Regions from separate parts of the Rattus norvegicus genome. Here region 1 is linked to region 2. A link is a contact called in public Hi-C data. All regions are on one chromosome and are shown on one strand. The core of a region is the stretch at or near the end of the contact, and the rest is flanking DNA. Distances in the headings are between cores, read along the strand shown. Region 1 overlaps Mcoln2 (mucolipin TRP cation channel 2). Region 2 holds the start of C2h1orf52 (similar to human chromosome 1 open reading frame 52).

What was found. Hi-C and Micro-C count contacts between places; a contact is called where the count stands out from the background.
Region 1: a contact with region 2 is called in a Hi-C map of the A7r5 cell line, with 4 times the contacts expected there. The contact joins the enhancer-like site here to the promoter of C2h1orf52 in region 2. A contact is called at or near these places in 12 of 12 Hi-C or Micro-C datasets (the A7r5 cell line, the Rat2 cell line, Schwann cells and 7 more) and 1 of 1 datasets of contacts at active chromatin or transcription factors (oligodendrocytes).

What each region holds. Positions count from the first base shown.
Region 1 is chr2:237,740,886-237,747,384 of GRCr8, forward strand. It overlaps Mcoln2 (mucolipin TRP cation channel 2), which reads left to right. Exons shown (of 14, transcript NM_001039005.1): 5 at 1,930-2,014; 6 at 2,129-2,225; 7 at 3,011-3,110. Among named protein-coding and RNA genes, the nearest start is that of Mcoln2, 30 kb to the left of the region's middle. Within about 2 kb of position 3,931, at least 2 of the 93 cell types and tissues checked have an H3K27ac peak or open chromatin away from gene starts, as enhancers often do. A contact at or near this core is called in the A7r5 cell line, where this site is marked.
Region 2 is chr2:237,510,621-237,517,629 of GRCr8, forward strand. C2h1orf52 (similar to human chromosome 1 open reading frame 52) reads left to right here and starts at 3,091. Exons shown (of 3, transcript NM_001395135.1): 1 at 3,091-3,407; 2 at 3,949-4,147. The coding sequence starts at 3,135. It overlaps Bcl10 (BCL10, immune signaling adaptor), which reads left to right. Exons shown (of 3, transcript NM_031328.2): 3 at 1-201.

The DNA.
Region 1 (6,499 bases), core at 2,681-5,180, 230 kb after region 2:
TCATCCCAGATAGGGCACCAATGATAGACCAGAGAACTGACTCCAGCCACCAGCTCAGTGAACCAATGAGTTGGTCAGGGTTGCTTACAGGCCAAAGTCAGTATCAATGGTCAGGGCAGATGATCAGGACTGAAAGGCAGGTTTTATTTATTTCCCAGTGGTGACCTTGTTTATTTTCTTTCTAAAGGTATATGGAATATTTTAGAGTAGATGGAGAGAGGTTGACCAGGAATTTGATCTTAAGAGAGATTACCTAACTGTATTCATTGCATTCTTTTACCTTATTAATTATAACCCGTCAAAAGAATCCGTCAGCGCATTAAAAGGTATGAAGGTTTTTTTAAAAAAACACCTGATACTTAGTTTTCTTGCAGACACTAGAGAAAGCCTGGAAGTGAAGTAAATGTGGGTTGATTTTACTCAGGCCTCCAGATGGTGTAATGTGGTTACATTTGATCCCCTTGGGATGTGCTTGCAGTTAAGGAGATGCTGTCCTGTCTTAGCCACTGTCAAATGTGACATTCCCTTTGCTACATATTAAATCATACGGCTTGCAAATGCAACATGCCCTTTGCTACATATTAAATCATCCTTCAGTATTCAAATGCAAACAACTGGTCTGGCCCGCCACCCAGTAGGCTGAAACTCAACATGCAAAACTGCTTGTGTAGACCAAGTTGAGTTTGTTTCTTGTTTATCAATGGACACTTAATTATCTGTGAATTAGATCTGAGGCTAGCCCACCAAGTGAGCTAGCTACATAGATAGTCGTTGGCATTGACGGCATGGAAGGATTGTGCTCTCCGCGGTTCAAGGAAAAGTCAAGGGGCTTCCTCCAGTGTAAGGTCAAACCGTGCTTGTCTACCTCATTAGCAGACTTCTGCTAAACTATGCCAGAAAAGGAATCTAAAACCAAGAAGAAGGGCCAGTCTTGGTGTAACTCAGGACATGGAGGCAAGAATGGGTGGGTCTACATCTTGATAGCGGATAATTGTGCAACCATAGAAAAGTTTCTTGACCTCCTTGCTTCGGTTTCTTCACCTATAACATGGCACCAGCACTGCCTGCCTCTCACGTTTGCACTGAGGATTAAAAAGAGCAATTCATTAACCAGAGAACATACAGGGCCGTAGCACATTGCCCATAGCACCCTGTTTTGTGGAATTGTCCATTCAGTTCTGTGCCCCTGTTTTTGGCCCAGGATAGCACATTTTTATTAAGCCCCTCATATCTTAAGTGTTACTGAAGCAAATAAGGAGTCGATGTTAGGAAAGCGTAGAGATCCAGAGAACCCATTGGTAGCCAGCTTGCTCTAGGTCCAGACCTCTCCACACCAGAGACAGCACAGCAGATGAAGACATAGCATGGGCTTCACACCAGTCTCCGTCTCCATGGCCTTGCCAATGCTTGCCTCTGGATCTCCTCCTCCTTGTCCTGTGAAGCAATGACACGGGGCCACACAGTTCAGAGGTTAATCTATATGGAGGGCTCTGTAGCCCTGCCTGGCCTAGAACTTGCTATGTGAGCCAAGACAAGGCTAACCTTGAACTCACAGAGCTCCTCTCACGGATGCTTCCAACCATGCTCTGGGGAGCACTGCAACTTAAAGGGGAAGACCAGCCTCTGCTGTGCATTTTTATTTAATCACGACCGCAGCTAGGGACATGCACAGGTGACATGTCCTTCTCAGAGCATCGTAGCAGGAGGCACCTGACGCCTGCTTCCTCTCCAGACTGGCCATGTTGACATGGTCCTTGGATGAAGGTGGTCACCTGGAGGGTGACCGTGCTCCACGTCGTAATTAGTTGATATTTCCTGGCTGCCGTTTTGAGACGTTCATAGGGTCCTTCTCACCCAATGGCTGCTGGACTCATGTCAGCACCAGACTCCGGCCAGGAGTGACCGTTCCCTGTCTGTCCATTGCTCTAGACTGCACTCACCTGGACCTCCAGGTGCTCACCAAGGACCCCGAGGACTGGGCACAGGCATCGTTCTTCAGGCTGGATTTTCATCGGTAAACACAGCATCGAGTCTCAATACCCAGGAGAGGAGGCCTGGGTGGAGGGGCATGGAGACAAGGAGAGCGACGCTGACTGTTATCCCTTTTCCTGTATTTTATTTTATTTAGGCTCGTACAAGTGGATATCTCTTTTGCCCTCAAAGGAATTGACCTACAGGCAGTTCACTCCCGAGAGGTACCAGACTGTTACCTCTTTCAGAATACGGCAAGTGTCTGTTTGATGTCAGCCTCTGTTCTGTTCCCTCTGGCTTTTGTAGAAGAGGATAAGCCTACTGACATTAGATGTTACTGTGCTGGAACCGCTTCAGTGATGGTGTGGTGCCTGACGGAGAGACTGTTTCCTGTGAGGTTGGAGCCAGTCCTTTCCAACTCTCTAAAACCCTACTCCTGGGCTGGGAAGGTGGCTTGATACGGAAAGCGTGGGGATCTGAGTTCAAATCCCCAGCACCCACAGAAAACCTTCACCTTTTACACTATAGTTTTTAATCATTAAAAGAAAATTATAAACAAATCCTCCCGGTTAGCTTCAGCTGTCAGCCTGACACAGCCCATGGCGTCCTGAGGGTGTGCTCACTGAAGGATTACCCAGATCAGACTGGCTGGTGAGCATCTCAGTGGGGCACTTTCTGGGCTGCTCACTGATGCAGGAGAGGCCCTGCTCTCCGTGGACAGGTCCTGGGCTAGACCAGGAAGCAGGTTGAATGTAGCAAGCCAGTGAGCAGACTTCCTCCGTGGCATGTTCTACAGTTCCTTCTGTGACTTTCTTTTCAGGGCTGGGGTATGACCTGGAATTATAACCCCTTTCCTCCCCAAGCTGCTTAAGGCCAGCGTTTCACCATAGCAAGAGCAGCTGGACCAGAACCCTCATGCAGAGGGATTCTCATCCCTGCAGTCTCTGTGTCAGAATTCCATCTGGGTGCTGCTGACTCCCGACAACTCCCACCCGACCCCTGCCTCGCTGGACTGTAACCTCTCCGTTTCTGTCTCTAGATTACCTTCGACAACACGGCCCACAGTGGAAAAATCAAAATCTACTTTAACAGCGAGGCCAACATAGAAGAATGTAAACACATGAACTTATCTGGGTCTCGTAAGTGTGCCGTTCAGTCTGTCCTTCGTGGGTTGGAGGAAGTTTGGGGGACTTAGAGAACCCATGTGGTTGGTATGGAAGGCAGTGGGGGAGAAGTTTCAGAAACACAGCTCAAACGCCAGGCCAAGTCAGCAAGTGTTTATCGCTTCTTGAGTCGGTGGTTTGGGCGTTTGATCCTTGCAGCCGGATGGCCTGAGCTTGCATTCTGGTTCTGTGCGTCATGGCTGGAGGCTTGGACCTATTGCCTGGCCTCTCTGTCTCAGAGTTTTCCTCTGCAAAGCAAGAGCAATGGCTGTATCTATTGAGGGTGTTGGTGCTGAGTGCTGGGAACAGAAGTCATCAGAGTTGCTTGTCTCTGATGACTGTGAGAAGGGAAAGCCTTAGCGAGGTAGACCCATGTGACCAGATCTCTGGTGTGCTATGAGTAGGGATAGCTGAGGAGGTATGGAAGGCCTCAGCAAGAAGGGAAATGAGTGAATTTGACCAGGGCTCAGTGGAGTCATGAAATGACCCTTGGAGGAGGTGTGCTCTGAGCAAAGCCTCGGACCAAGCAGAAGAGTCAAGTCCCCAGGGTGAACCTGAATAAACATGGGGACATCTCGGTCACCTTATGGTCCACATATTTAAATAACCTTGTTGGGTTGGGTCTGGCATCACATACCTGTAATCTCAGCTATGCAGGAAGACACACGGAGAATTTCGAGTTCAGGGCCAGCCTAAGCCAAAAGAGGAGCGTAAGATATGTGGATCCCGTTTTGATTATTAGTGGTCAGGGCAGTGTCACTGAAGAATGCTGGGCATGGTGAACTGGCGAGCTCCATTAAAATGAACTCACTAGGACCACATGACCAGAAAGACAAAACATGAGTCATGTGATTTTTTTTTTTTTTTGGTTCTTTTTTTCGGAGCTGGGGACTGAACCCAGGGCCTTGCGCTTCCTAGGTAAGCGCTCTACCACTGAGCTAAATCCCCACCCCCCCGAGTCATGTGATTTTTACTCCATGGTGGCTTATTCCTTTTCAGCTGTACAATGGCTGATGATCTTGAAGTTCTCTTTTTCTTTTCTAGCTTTGGGCTCAGTCATTCCTCTTAAGGAAGCACGCTAAAATGGATTTTCTACTTCACAGCAGATAACTCAAAGAGCAGCACCAACATTGTAACCCTCACGTTCAAGCAAAGGTTGAAGCTATATGTTTGGAGAGGGCAGTAGCCTTTGCCATATATAAACTGTGATTTACAATAGTCACCATGAGGATCAAAGTGAACCACAGAGCTCCCGGGACAATGATTCCCTCCACACACCCCACAATACGGATGCACAGAACAGAAGAACTCTTGCTCCCCCGTGTGGCCAACAGAGAGAAGCACATGCCACACAGACCTAAAATGTGTGATTCCTAAGGCCGTGTCTTAGAAACTCGACCTCATCACTAGGAAAACATACATTTAAAATAGAGCGAGGGGTTGTGAAGTTACTAAAAATCTAACTAATCTAAAATCAGTTTAGGAGATGGGTTATGCCACCCCTTCCATTGGAAGCTGTGTGGTGGATTGAGAGATCTGCCTATGAGACGAAGTCAGGCGACATCTAGTGGGCTCTGGTCGCTGTTTCCCAAGTATTCTGATGTTCTACTCACCCACCCAGCTTCCCGGCGGCTGCTTGCTTCCTCTTGGCACTATCCACAGTTATCCACATTTCCTCAAAACGAAAACAGGCAATGTCCAGGTTCGGCCACACCTCACCTGCTTCCTGAGGGGCATTCTGATCTCCAGAACTTATATCTTATATGCTATAGTTTATAGCCAGGCACATGAGGCTTTAGAAGGTGGACAGGGCTGTGGTGATGGGGTGTAATGGTGTTTATTTACTGCAGGACTGAGAGTTAGTAAGATCGGATAGCACTGAGTCAGAGTCCCTCAGGCAGATAGTGGTAGAGTGTCTATAAGCATCAGGTATCTGGGAGGGTGTAGTGAGTGGGTGTGGACTGTCCCTAGTCAGAGTGGCTGGGAATAACTCTGACCCAGTGTTTTCCAAACTCAGGTTTGGGAGATGTTTCTGCAAGGCAAGATGTCTTCAGTGGGGTTAAGAAATCAATGGCTTCTGGATGTTGCCAGCACGTGGGAAGCTGAGGCAGGAGCATTCTCACTAGTTTGCATTCAGCATAGGTTATTGTGTTAGTTGCTTGTCTGTTGCTGCCATCAAACACCATGACCAAGGCGACTTAGGAAAGGAGGAGTTTACTGGGGCTTATGGGATGAGAGTCCATCGTGACAGACAGGTGTGGAGTACACCACAGACATGGAGAACTAAGCTGAGGGCTCACACCTTAACGTACAACCAGGAAGCAGAGAGAGGAGGAGTGGGGGCGAGAAGGCAGTGGAGGGAAAGGAGGGAGGCCGTGAAATGGTATCACCTGGGCAAGTCGCAGCCATTTCCAAAGCATTTCAGAGGCTCAGCAGCTGCAGAATCAAAGGCCTTCTTCACCGGGAATGCATGAGATCGGGTGGTGGACAGTCAGACCCGGGAGGAGGAGGGACCTACCACACACACAGATTCAGTAAGGCAAGAACCACCATGTTCGGTTGGATGCCCGTCTGTGACCCCCGCCAGACTCCAACACAAAGTTCTGACTAATGGTCACACAGATGGGTCACAAACCAGACCATGAATCTGAGAAGGGGATTAGGTATTGATGAGAAGGAGAAGGAGCCAAGAGGACAGGGCACGGAGGCCAGAATACATTATACAAACGTATAAAACTGCCAAGCAACAGAATTGATCAATAAAAAAGAAAGGGGTTGGGGATTTAGCTCAGTGGTAGAGCGCTTGCCTAGGAAGCATAAGGCCCTGGGTTCGGTCCCCAGCTCCGAAAAAAAGAACCAAAAAATAAATAAATAAATAAATAAATAAAATAAAATAAAAAAGAAAAATTGGAAACTTGACCCCCAAAACAAATAATTTGAAGTACTATTCTGGCCAAGTACAGTTGTGTGTGGCTTGTGGACGGTCCCCCAGGCAGGGATGAGGGAGGCCGGTGTGGTGACAGTGTGGCTGGGGAGACCAGCACCAGGGGCGTGGACCATGCAGTCTGTGAGCAGCTACACTTACAGATCTGTCCCTCTCTGTCACACTCTCCTGCCACTGTGCATTCCAAAGGAAACACGCGACTCTACTCACTCACTCGTCCCCAGAGTTCCTTTCTTGGTGCTGACGTGTAGGAAAACCATGTCAGACTGGTGCTCTGGTGGGACAGTGGGCCCTGAAGCTGAGGGGCTTCTCAGTGTGGCATTTAAATTTGCTCTCTTATTAATAAGGGAAACTCGTTTTCCGTGCCGTTGTGTGAAGCGACGCAGGCCACAGTGGCCTCTTCTGAGTGGAGCCCAAACGG
Region 2 (7,009 bases), core at 1,841-4,340:
GCTCTGAGCCTTTCCTTCTCTGCCGATGAGCACTGCCATGTGGAGTTACTGTATTACAAAGTTGGCTAACTTTACACATTTAAAAAGTGCTGATTATTTTCTTTTAAATTATACCTATTTCTGACATCTAACTCCTATATATTTCTATTATTTAAAAATTAAGAAATGAAAAGTTTCTATTAACAATAAAAGTTTTTTTAATGTAATGATGTGTCAGAGTCAGAAATTCAAAATGTCTTGATTTTTAAATGTCAAACCCTTTATATATATACATATATACATACTAGTTTTTAAATAGAAGACAGTATTTCAGAATCAAATGTGGTGGCACATGCTTGTGATTCTACACGTAGGAACTAGAAGACAAGAGTATCACACACTTAGGACCTAGAAGACAGAATGTCCTGAGTTTGAGGCCGGCCTTGGTTATGGAGTGAGTTCCAGGTTGGCCAGTGTCTTAGGGTTTTACTGCTTTGAACAGACACCATGACTAAGGCAGCTCTTAAAGGACAGCATTTAATTGGAGCTCACTTACAGATTCAGAGGCTCAGTCCATTATCAAGACTAGCATGGCAGGCCTGGTGCAAGAGGAACTGAGAGGTCTACATCTTCATCTGAAGGCTGCTAGGAGAAGACTGGGTTCCAGGCAGCTAGGGTGAGGGTCTTAAGCCCACACCCACAGTGACACACCTACCCCAACAGGGCCACACATCCTAGTAGTGCCAGTCCCTGGGCCAAGCATCCACAAACCTGCACAGCCAGAGTTCATAGTCATCATGTCTGTCTCTAAAGGTGGGATGGAGGAAAAGGGAGAAAGGGGAGTGTAAGGCAAGGGACTAGCTTGACTTGGTAGCATATAATTTGTTACCAAGTTAGTGGACTCAGTAGTTAAAAAGTTATTTTTCAGAAATACCAGATTAACACGGTATAAAAATTATATTCCACACTCACTTTTTTATTGCCTTTAAAAATAAAACATTCTTTTTGTACAGTTGTAGGCTTAACAGAAAAAGTAAGCATGAGTAAAGACCCATCATTACTGTGTCCCATGCTTCTTATATTAATGTGATAACTTGTATAGATTATGAACCAATATTAATTGTTGTTAACCAGAGTCTATATTGGGGTCCTCCATTATATAACTTGAAAGGTTTTAGAAGTGTATAATGTTACATATTAACCCCCAAAAATGGTTTATTTTCACTGCCTAAAAATAGTCTTTCCTGGTGTGTCTGTTCAGCCTCCCTTCCCACCCAACCCTAGCAGCTCTCTTCTAGACCTTATCTAGAATGTCTTGTTGGGGCGTGAAGACCGAGGCCCCCTCAGGCTGTGTCTGAGAGTTCCTCTCTGAAGAGGCTCATCCTTAGCGTAGGACTGCAAAGTGAAACGGGCCAGGGTAGTGGCCGTTAGGAAGTTTGGTTTTACTTTCACTTGTTTTAATGAATAACTATGCACCCGCATGTGGCGGGTGGGTGTAGTATATGTGTGAGTTCATGTTAGTGGTGTATTATGTTTGGAGTCCTGAGGCCGATGTCTGTCGGTTGCTCTCTGTCTTACTGTTTGAGACTGACTTTCTCAGCCTTCAGTTCACCATTTGACTAGACTGGCAGTTCCTGGGATCCCCCTGGCTCTGCTCCCCCAAGCCCTAGGGTTACAGATGGACCACTACACCCAGCTTTTATATGGGTGTTGGGTACCCAAACTCGGTGGTCCTATGTGTGCAGCAGGCACCTTACTGACAGAGCCACCTCGCAACCCTTGGCAATCAACTTTTCGAGTTTAAATTTTAAAAGCTCGAGGTTTTTATCTCATCTAAGAGACTTCTGCCACCCCAACTCCTCTCAAATTTTCTGGAAATCGCGTCGTTTTTACTTGTCCTTGTTGCTTCATTATGGTTTGTTTTTGAGAGAGCCTCACAGTAAGTTGGGGTGTCCTCAAACTCACTATATAAACAAGCATGGCCGTGGATGTCCAATCCTTGTGCATTCACCCCCATTTCCCCAGGGCTGAGATTACAGATACCACCACCATACCCGGTTTATATGGGTGCTAGGGATGCAGCCAGAAGCTCTGGATGTGGAATCATCTAGACCACTCCTTGTCCCTCTTCCCTTCATTGGTCTGATGCTGTTTTCATTGCTGTAGTAAACTGTAACTGTAGATATGGTTATTCAGCTGTCAGGGGATTCTATAATTCAGTCACGTCATCAGGCCCGACGAGGATGGGTGAGGGAAACCTGAATTTGCTGATGGTATCAGAACTGAGGATGACTTAGGTAACCCTAGGACTTTGTACTTTGGGAACAATTTTATCTCTGTCAAGTCTAGGTACTTGGATAGAAGGAACTTTTTCTAGAAACACACAGCCCTATTATCTCAGAAATTATAATCCAGTGATACTCATTGATGTAGCCTGCGGGTGGCCACCAGAATAAATACTAGGAATATAAACATGAACAAGGCAATCTAGCCCCTTCCATTACCAAACTTACAGTACTGTTCTGTAGAGTTTAGGAGATAAGAATTAGACCAAATGGCAAGGTATTAATGACTGTGTTCTGACCAGGCATTCTTAACTGGGATCTAAATATTTACAGTGATACCAACTTGGGGGGCGGGGCATCATTACCGCATTGGCCTCTGGTTTATACAATCCTCCAGCCTCATCCTCCTAAGTGCTGGGGTTAGAAGTGTGCACCCCCAGCCCCTGCTTGTTTGTTCTTACTGTTTTATACAGTGTCTCCTGCATAGTACTAGCCGTTAAGGAGGGCCTTACATGCGCCTTGCTGGCCCTCACATTGTCAATAGCCCACCCTCCTCAACCTAGGATTATAGGTATGCATCACCGTGTTTGGCTTTTCTGTGCTTTAAATTACAAGCCCAGAGTCACTGGTTTCCCTCCAGGTATCCTAAGGCTCCCACGCTTTTTCCCAGGGATCCCTAGGAAAAAGCAGATACCTTGCTGGAGGTTTGTGGAATCCCTGCCTCCTGGCTCTTTCCACTCTCCCCAAGAGTAGCCGCGCGGCTCTGTCGCTAGGGGGCGCAAACCGATCACTTCCCAGCCTAGGGGGCGGAACCAGTCGTGGCTTCCGGCTTCCGGCTTCCGGCCGAGAGGGTGGGAACCCGCAGCCGTCATGGCAGCTGAAGAGAAGGACCCGTTGAGCTATTTCGCGGCTTACGGGAGCAGCAGCTCCGACTCGTCGGACGAGGAGAACAGCGAGCCGGAAGACGCGGGTCGCAAGGAGGCGGCCCCGGCTCCGACGACGGGCGGCCGCGGGAAGCAGGCGGAGAAGCGGCTGCCCGGCCCCGACGAGCTATTCCGCAGCGTGACCCGCCCGGCCTTCCTCTACAACCCGCTCAACAAGCAGATCGACTGGGAGCGGCATGTGGTGAAGGCGCCGGAGGAGGTGAGGTCCCCGGCTCCGCGGCCGCCCCGGGGCCCGACGTCCGCCCCCCACACGCACTCAGCCCGCGGCATGCCGCGCGTCCCCACGGCCCCGGGAGCCCGGGGGGTGTCAGCCCGGGCCCGCCCCTCCGCGCTCGGGGCCCCCAGCCGGGCGACGACTAACGGTGGTGACTCCCCGCCCCCCGCTGCAGCTTCTCCCCGAGACCCCTTCCCTTTGACGCCGAAGTGCCTGCGCTGCTGCCTCCAAGACAGTGTCTCTGCTGCAGCCTCCTGAAGGGGTCAGCCTGGCCGTAGTATCTGAGACTGGATTCTTCTTTGGTAACTAAAAGTTATTAGCTTTATTTGTTCAGGGAACCCTTTGACTTTTCACCTAACAGTGTTGTGATGTTGATGAGAAAAAAAAGTGTCTTTTAAGCCTAAAGAATTAAAAAAAAAAAAAAGTCAGCCAGAAAGATGAGCAGACGGCAGGGAGGTGCATGCGCTCGTATCCACCGCGGGACCCTCGGTTCGTCACAGGGCTTCTTAATGTGCTTACTTAACAGCCTCCAAAGGAATTCAAAATCTGGAAGTCCAACTGCGTGCCGCCCCCAGAGACCTACACTGCTGAGAAGAAGCCGCCGCCGCCAGAGCTGGACATGGCGATAAAATGGTCGAACATCTATGAAGACAATGGTGATGATGCCCCACAGAATGCTAAGAAAGCCAGGCTTCTGCCGGAAGGGGAGGAGACGGTGGAATCAGGTAAGAAGAGTGCGTTTTAAGATTTTAGCCCTTGGTGCTTCTCAGAAAGAAGAAAATACTCCTTGAAAAAGTTTAGAGCCTAGTGAATTGGAAGATTTGTCCAGAGTGGTTTTTGGATACTAACAAGAAATTACTTGGATCATTTGAGTTTTTTGTTTTATTTTGTGCGAGACAAGGTCTATGTAACCTGGATGTTCTGGAACTCATATGGTAGACCAGTCTCTTGAGTGAGGCCAGCCTGTCTGTGCCTCAGTACCTCAGTGCTAGGACTGAAGGCATGTGCCAGCACCCCCATTTTCTGCTCCATTTATAAGTATTCTGCCCGAAAGTAGTCTCAGGTTATATGGGCTTATGATGCCTTATTAGAGCAGAGGTGTTAGCTCACGGGTTCTTGTACCTGCATTTGTGACACGCTGAGTGAAGGCTTTGTTCGTGTCTGTTCATGCACTTGTGCTTCAGAGCTAAAATCAGGGTTGCAGAGTGCAGTCAGCTGTTGGGAGGAACGGTCCTGGAGTAGTGGCTTGGTTTCCTTGCCTTGTTGGTAATGTCGGTTATCTCTCGCCTAGACGGTCACAGTAATCCCTGCCTGCAAACCCTTCAGTCCCCACCTGCAGCGGTGAGCTGCTGCAGCTCATATCTGATAGGAGAACTGACTGGCCCGAACCTGCACAGACTAAGAGCTGGAGAATTGTGTGACCCGCTCAGTCCCCCTCAGCACCATCATTTTAAAGGGCTCGAGTGGACCACACACACACACTTGGTTTTAGTGTGCACCTTAGTCTGGACTGAATGCTTTAAACTCTTGGCTGGTAGAGCCATTCATCTCACAGAAAGCAAAGTGAGAAGATGTCCAGCATTTACTTTCCTCTACCTGGATGTGCTGGTGGTGCTGCTCAGTTGTGTGTGGTTACTTTTTCACAATCAGGCAGCAAGCTGTGATCCAGCCCTGTATGTGCCCTAAGTTACTAGTACATTGTGAGCGCTCAGAGGATGACTGTTAGAGTGAGCTTGGTGGTATTTTTGTTAACAGATTTCTGATCTTCCAATACGGGGTCCATCCTTACAGAGAGATGTTTAAGAGAAGGGGTGTTTTGATCTGTTTAGCAAGGCATCATCTTACATAGCTGAAGACCTGGAACCCCTGCTGCCCCTGCCTTTACCCCCCTCCTCCCACGCCCCAGCACTGGGGCTATAGGTGTATAGGTGTCCAGGTTTTCAGTTGGTGGTGGTGGTGGTTGGTTTTTTTGTTTGTTTGTTTGTTTGTGTTTATCTTAAAATTTTTAGTAATTATTAAATGGTACTTTGATTAAGAGATATTTTTGAGTAAAATAATCCTTACAGAGTCCTACAAAATTAGAATGAGTAAATGTAGAAATGAGAGCTAAAGACTTCTCCAAGGTTGTAGTAAGTACTTTTTATTAATATCATTAGCAAGCTGACACAGTAGTGACTCGTAGTTGTCTCTCACTGTCTCGCAGATGAGAACACAGTCTGGCATGAATGAATTCAGCCAAGTTCACACCGTTGGGAACTGACAAAGTAGGACTCCAAGGTCAACCTTGAAATAGGATTTGTGTCTTGTTAGCTGAAGTTTGCTGCCTTGTTTTCACCGTTTAGGAGATAATCATTCTTCTCAGGGACCAGAATTGATACCCAGGGTGCCATAGTCTAGTGCTCTTAATGTCCCTGTCCCTTTAGAATAAAGACCAGGAATTATATGCAAGTAAGCAAGAATCCTCTGTTTTTAACTTTTGGGTTCAATTACCAGAAATTCAAATAAATGGCAAATAGTGCCCACATTGCTATAGCTAATTCTATCCTTTTGATTAGAAAGTGAGTGTCAGCAATAGGAAAAAAGGAAAGGAAGGTTTTTCTAGTGTAAAGCCACATCGTAGGACTCAAAGGTCGTCCTGAGGCTGAGGATGTAGCACAGTCAAAGTGCTTTCCTCACAGATAAAAGTGTCGATGCTTACAGTCCAGATCCTGGGGAGGCAGAAGGGACAGGAGAATCTCTGGGGCTTGAAGGCCAGCCTGGCTAACAGTAGGTAAGCTCCAGGCAGAAGAGAAACCTTGTCTTAGGAAGGGGTTGGGGGCACACATTAAAAATAGACATCAAATGGTTAATTTGGACTTGCATGTTGGGTACTCTATTAATAAGTAGCCCACACCTTTTTTTGAAATTGAGTTGAAAACTCACTATGTAGCCAGATGACCGAGAACGTCTGATCCTCTTGCCTCTGCTCTCAGGCTGAGTCTGTACCACCCTACCCATTTTGAACGTGGGGTTTTCTGCTAAGTGAACACTGCCATCTCAGCCACATCCTCAGCCAGTGGTTTCCAGTTGAGAAATGGTTTTTGCCATTGCAGACTCCCGTGCTATATGAAGTATATTAAGTATATATTAATTTGCCTAACATTTTCTCTTTGTACATATGTGAGTGTGGTGACCAGAGGACCACCCTGGGTGTCAGTCTTGTTGTTACCTTGTTTGAGACGTTTTCTCTGCTATTCATGTATGTATGCCATGTCTATCTGGCCTTAGAGCTGGGAATTCTCTCTGCCTCCCACCTTGCCATGTGAGCTCTGAAATTACAGACATGTGTTAAGTGATCAGGCTTTTTGCAAAGACTACGGGAATTCAAATTCTCTTCCAGAACCATCTCCCCAGCCCCTGACATTTTTTAATCTATAGTTTGTAATTAATTACTAAGCCACCTTGCTTTTATTTTGCCTTCCCATATTCTTCTTCCTTTCTTACGTTCGGGATTTAGAGGAACTGAGAAGGTTAATTCGAGTCTTGCCCCCGACCGCTAACGGTGCTGCTTTTGTAGCAATTGTGAAATGCTCATAAGTAAACTCAGA